Linked DNA regions of Mus musculus: region 1 is linked to region 2. Evidence: chromatin contacts called from public promoter capture Hi-C data. All regions are on one chromosome and are shown on one strand. Each heading gives the region's core, a stretch centred on a gene start, on an enhancer-like site or on the middle of the called end of the contact. The rest is flanking DNA. Distances are from core to core; before and after follow the strand shown.

Evidence for each region. Promoter capture Hi-C pulls out the DNA fragments that hold promoters and counts their contacts.
Region 1: a contact with region 2 is called in a promoter capture Hi-C map of the 3T3-L1 cell line, with 3 times the contacts expected there. The contact joins the promoter of Rnf31 here to the promoter of Mmp14 in region 2. A contact is called at or near these places in 3 of 39 promoter capture datasets (the 3T3-L1 cell line and liver) and 1 of 115 datasets of contacts at active chromatin or transcription factors (bone marrow-derived dendritic cells).

Annotation. Positions count from the first base shown.
Region 1 is chr14:55,590,365-55,593,305 of GRCm38.p6, reverse strand. It overlaps Rnf31 (ring finger protein 31), which reads right to left and starts at 1,564. Exons shown (of 21, transcript NM_194346.3): 1 at 1,234-1,564; 2 at 991-1,137; 3 at 690-845; 4 at 414-473; 5 at 231-300. The coding sequence starts at 1,422. It overlaps Psme2 (proteasome (prosome, macropain) activator subunit 2 (PA28 beta)), which reads left to right and starts at 2,285. Exons shown (of 11, transcript NM_011190.3): 1 at 2,285-2,464; 2 at 2,779-2,811. The coding sequence starts at 2,417.
Region 2 is chr14:54,429,968-54,432,937 of GRCm38.p6, reverse strand. Mmp14 (matrix metallopeptidase 14 (membrane-inserted)) reads right to left here and starts at 1,340. Exons shown (of 10, transcript NM_008608.4): 1 at 965-1,340. The coding sequence starts at 1,072.

The DNA of each region.
Region 1 (2,941 bases), core at 315-2,814, 1.2 Mb before region 2:
CTGCTCCACCAGAGGTCCTGAGTTCAAATCCCAGCACCCACATGGTAGCTCACAACCACCTGTAATGGGATCTGATGCTCTCTTCTGTCACACTGGCATATGTGCAAATACAATGCTCATATACATAAATAAATAAATCTTAAAAAAACAACAAATACAAGAGGAAAGAAAATCCTACATTTGCACCAACTCAGTCTAATATTTTTCTCCCGTAAAGAAGCATACAATACCTTGGGCAGAGGGGCGGGGGCCAGGAACAATCTCCCTCAGAAGGGGGTGAAACTCTGAAAGCTGCAGCATCTGAGAAAGCAAGCGGAGCGTGGGCAAAGTGCTGGGGGCACAGAATCCCATAAACTCAGCCCCCCCCCCCCCCCCCCGTGTTCCATGAACAACACCCTTCCTGCCTTCCTTACACCATCTTCAACGCTCTCTCTTAGCAGCTGGTCCAGTGCATTCTGTCTGGGATGAGTATTCTGCAAACAAGATGATGAAAAGAATTCCCACCTTGAACAACGTTCTCCCTGTAAGCCCTGATCTCCTAACATTCCAGAGGGAGAAAGTGTAACAGAAGCTTCCAGGCTGGCTGCTGCAGCAACAGAATTTCCCTGCACGGGGGTGGGGGTGTCTCAACGTGCCTTGGGGCTCCCAGTCAAGTACTTAAAATCCTTAGAATCAGAAGGTCATCTCACCTGCAACAGCAAACTGAGCTCGGTGCGAAGCAGCAGTACTTCTAGTGTGACAACAGCAACCTGGTATTCATCTGGTTCCTCCTGCCCTTCGGGGAAACTCAATCCATCTGGGCGCTCCTCAGTATAGCCATACAACCGTAGTACATCCCGGCCACCCTGGCACACATTCAGGACCCGGTCACCATCTAACAGACCTCCTAGGCAATAGAGCTGGTCCCCCACTCAGCACACCCTCAAGCCTTTCTGGTCAACCCTAAGCACAGGTCTAGTCCCCTTCTCCGATAAGGTCCAAGAGTTTCACCTGCACAGCATCCACCGTGCTGCGAAAGACGGGGTTATTAAACTTCACTGAGCGCCAATACCGGGGCCGCTGCGGGCTGAGGAGGTTGCGACCATATTTTTCCAGGATGTTCAGGGCCGTGGATAGGGTGTTGAGGTAGTTTCGAGGCTGGGAGCATTCAGAAAAGCAGAGTCGTGAGCCTAGCCCACCTGGCCTCTGAGCCTAGGTCCCCTTCCATGGAGCGCCGGGCGGGCTTGACCTCACCTCCCCATGAGCGTTGCAGCGGACCAAGCGTCCGGCGTCCAGCTGCAGGTAGCGGGCGGCTGGTGGCAGAGAGGTGGCCAGAAGCGGCATGAGCTGCTCCAGGGGAAAAACCTGCGCAGAATCCCACCTCAGGGCGCTCGCCAGCTCCTCGCGGGCCGCCAGGAAGCCTCGCTCCTCGTCTCCCGGCATCCTGAGACTGGAGACAGGCTCAGCTTCTCTGCCCTCCAGGGGCTGGCGCAGGTGCGCGCGGCGCCACAGCAGCCCGGGTCACTTAAGCCACCGCCCCGCTCAGCCCCATCCACGGCCAGGGTTACCGGGAACAGGAAGTCCTGGCAGAGAGGGCGGGACTGTGGGCCACTTTAGAGGAAAAGGAGGGTTCGGAGTGACGGTAAAGCTGAGATCAGGAAGGGTGGCCAGGTCGCCGCCAATGAAGAAGCCGCGGCCCGGGCTCCTCCCATAATGCTACGGAACCTTTTCCTTCCGAATCAGGCTCTCTTCTTCGCCTTCCCTTAAACTATCCCGCCCCTTCCGGAGGGACCCACCTCCCATGCGAGGGGTTAATTTTGCCCAGAGCTTTGCTATCTTTATTTCCATAGTGTTGGTTCTGTTCCATTCCCCGGCGGGGAAGTCCCACCTTATCGGGGACCGGCTCTGGCTGCCCTTAGCCCGGCTCAGGCGGGCTCCTCCCTTCTCTAGTCTGTCCTGAAGGGAAGGCAGTCCCGCTCGTCCTGCTCCCTTCCATCTTGCCAGGCTTTCCTCCTTCTTATCCTTCCTACTCTCTCGGATCCTACTTGGTCCCCTCCTCAGTCTAGCGTCATGGAACCCCACCTCTGGGTACCCCCTTTCCTATTGTCCCACCCTCTCTCAGTCCAGTACTTCCCCTGGACGGTCCATACTATAAGCTCCGCCCTTCTCGAGAGGCCGCCTCTATTTGAGTCTCCGCCGTCCCACGCTTTCCTAGCTCCTCCCTTGGACAGCCCCTGATGATGAAGCCAACACCGCCCTTCCTAGTGGCAACTAGCTGGGAATGGCTGAGGGGGTACTACTCACGGTTGGTGGCCGGCCAGGAGGAGGAGAAAAAAGGGAGGGGGCGTGGCTGAGGGGGGTGGGTCTGGGCCTGGAGAGTGAAAGCGAAAGCTGGGGCTGCTAGCCCAGGCTCGAGAGCTGCCAAGTGGGGGGAAGCATGGCCAAGCCTTGTGGGGTCCGCTTGAGTGGAGAAGCCCGAAAACAGGTAAATGGGAACCGAAGCCAGGAAGGAGTGAGAAGTCCTAACGGAGATAAAGCTCGGTGCTCCTGGGCACCAATGGGGCCTTGCGAGCGAACTCCACCGGCCTCTCTTTCTTTAGGGCTTTCTTTCACTTCTGCTCAGGGATTGCCAGTGCCGTGTCCTCGAGCCAATCTGTGCACTGAGCAGGCTCCTCCAGGGGGAAACTAGCTTTGTGGGACAGGTTTGGGCTAGAGTTGGAAGGCACCTAGGTTGGGAGTGGGCCCTTATTCTATACAAACTAAACCCTAACCAGCATCCGGCTACTTCTGTCTGTGCAGGTGGATGTCTTCAGACAAAATCTTTTCCAGGAGGTAAGTCTCTGAATTCAGTCGATGTAACCCAGAGTCTTAGTGCAGAACTCTAGGGCCACAAGCTCTGAGTAACCCACCAGTTCACCTTAATTTTGGTGTCTCCGAACCTTCATGCTTACTCAAGGTGAAC
Region 2 (2,970 bases), core at 91-2,590:
AGTCAAATCCAGACCGTATCCTTCATTTGGGCCCTTCCCAGCCCTTCCCTACCACACCCAGGTCCTCACCAGGCTGAGTGGGTTGGGATGGCCCAAAATAAGAAGCTGATTAAATCCGTCTCCCACCTTCACCCCAAAATAAGAGAGGGAGGGAAAACTTCCTCGGACTACTCCCATGCCGCTTCCTTCAGGACCGGGGTGGGCTATGGTCACGGAAGAGTTAGGGATGGGGGTGGGGGCGCCAGAGTCAGTTGGGACACTCAGGGGAGACCCAGGCCAACCCTCAACTAACTCACCGAGCGAGCGACTCCCCCTAGTCTCCCCGCGATCAATGCAGAAAAATAATTATCAACAACAAAAAGGCCCCCCAAGGCGCCGGTAGGGGTGTGGAGGACGAGGGAGGAGGTGGCCAGGCTGAGCCCCGCTGCTCACAAGAAGAGCTTTGTGTGCGCGGAAGTTCGGCCCGCCGCGATCCTCGACGCCCGGGCCAGCGGCCCGCACCGAGGGCGGTCCAGGGGAGGCGGGTACAGCTTGGGCGCCCCCGACGCCCCCACTTGGTACGGATGCGTCCGTGCAGGGCCTCGGGCACCTGAGCGCTGCCAAACTGAAGGAACAACTCGCGTGTGACACCGGCCCGGACGGCGCGGAGTCCAGTGTCTCTGAGGCTCCCGCCTTGTGCCACAGTGCGCGCAGAGCTTGGAAAAGCGAGGCCCGGGCCCCGCTGCAGAGTTCTTCCAGGGAAGGGAGGAATGGGAAAGAGTCGGTGGCGGCGGAAGGGGGGTTGTTGGAGGCAGGCAAAAGTTGGATCAACTTGCAAGTTTGCAGATGAGGGGAGAAAAAGAAAGGCTGGCGCAGCAGAGCCCCCCCAGAGCCCATCTCTCAGCGGGGGCTGTCCCCTTGGAGACCCCCGGGCTCGCCTACCCGGCGGGCGAAACTCCGGGAAGGGCCGGAGGAGCTCACTTACTTCGGGGCTGAAGTTGCTGCCTTGGGCCCAGCCGAGGGAGGCGAGCGCCGTGCCAAGCGTGAGCAGGGGGAGCAGGAGGCTGCGGGAGGGTCGAGGGGCGGGAGACATGGTCCCCGGCGTCGGGGCGCCGGGCGGTGCGGGCTCCGCGGCGGGGCCCACGCCCTGGGGTCGCGCCGCCTCTCTTGGGGCGCCTTTGTCTTCTAAAGGAACGGAATGTGGATTCCTAGAGCGCGGTCGGCTTGGAGGTGAGGGAATTGCTCCTGGAAATGTCTGTTTGCTCTTCTCTTTTCCGTTTTTTGATCTTTCTTCTGCTTAGTCGGCGAACTGAGTTGGAAGCCCTCTCTGCTCTCCTTTGGTCCCTCCCTTCTCCCACAGCCTCTCCTCCGCCCCCGCCCCAATGCCCTCCTTTTTCGGTGGGGACGTGGTGTTTCAGCTCGAATCCAATTACAGCAGGAGAGAAGGGGAAAAAAAAGTTTGTCTTTTCTGTGGTGCAGGCTGCCATCTGCAGGGGTTGAGGCCGCAGCCGGCAACTAACTAGGAGCCTGGGTGTCCCAGGGGACGGGATGCGGAAGACTTTCTCTTCCTAAGCATTTTTTGGGTGGCCTGATTCCCGTAGTATTCAGCATGTCTCACTTGAGAGTGTTTAAGTATTGGGAAGCCCGATGGCTAGGAATGGTGGAGACATGAAGTCTAACTTGCGAGTGAGGAAGGTTGGGAGAAGGGACATTTACTAACAAGAGGGTTGTATGCTGAGACCTGTGGACAGCCTCCTTCTCCTCCTCTTGCCCCAAAGTTAAGACTGTAACAAAAGCCACATGCCCAACAGCCACCGCAATTACTTTGAATTGGGGGACCGACCCCTTTATTAATGGCTTTTACAATCTGGCTGTTCTATTAAGTGTGAACTGCCTGGGTAGGAAAGGGCTTCAAGGTCACAGGATCGGGGGAAGCCCGATGGATAGAAGTGGTGAAATTTGTTGGAAGAGGAAGGAATGGGAGGTAGGGTTTTGGAGTTTCCTTTAGTCTTTACAGTGGAGACAGTTCCTTCGAGCGCGCAGCTTCCGTGATGGCTGGGCAGGGAGAACAAAAGGAGAGGCAGACAGGGGAGAGGGAGGCCAGGCTGCGCTGGCTCTCCGAGAGGGAGACAGATAAGAGGTTGACAACTAGATATGGAAACACACCAGCAGTGGGACAGAGGCAGGAAAAGTGTGGGAGACAGAAAACTCGACCATCAGCGAAATGTAAGATCCAAGAATTGCATTTGGTCAGCGAGAGGAAGGCAGTGGGGAGAGGGAAGGAAAGCAAGCAAGGGAAGCGGTAAGGGAAGGGGGCAGGAATAAAGCCAGGTAGGAAGCTGCAGAGATCCACAGCTGCCAGCTTTGTGGTGGATGATGGGAGCCAAACACGGAGCACTGGAACGGGAACAAAGGTCCTTGCCTCCAGAATCCAAGGGAGGCTCACGATCAATACAATGAATGGTTGCTAGGTCATGGGCAGCGACCTTGTGTGTGGGGGTGGGGAAGCAAGGACCCTCTTTAACCTCTGGAACTTAAGTCTGATTATTACTCCTTCAGCAGAAGACCCCGAGTTTAATCCTTCCTATATCTGCCTTACAGTGTGAGTGTCTCCTGGACCATGTACCCAGATACTAGCTGCTTGTTAAGAAAGGGACTTCTAACAGGTATGGTGGCACATGGCTTTAAATCCAGACAGAGGTGGGAGGATCTTTGTGATTGCCAGACAACTTGGTCTACCTGGCCAGTTTCAGGACAGCCAGTGCTACCGTGAGACCATGTCTTAAAAAGGAAAAAGATCCTCAGGTGGAAAGACCTTTTCAAGAAAACATTAAATGCCAACTGTATGCATCTGAGCTGTGCATGGTCTCTTAGTGACAAGAGTATGAGGGTGAACCAGGGAAACTGCTGCTGCCCCTTTCTTCTCTCACAAAGCAGTTGCTTGTGGTTGATTAAAAATCCCAAGCAGGCCAAGTGATAGGTGGTGGTGTG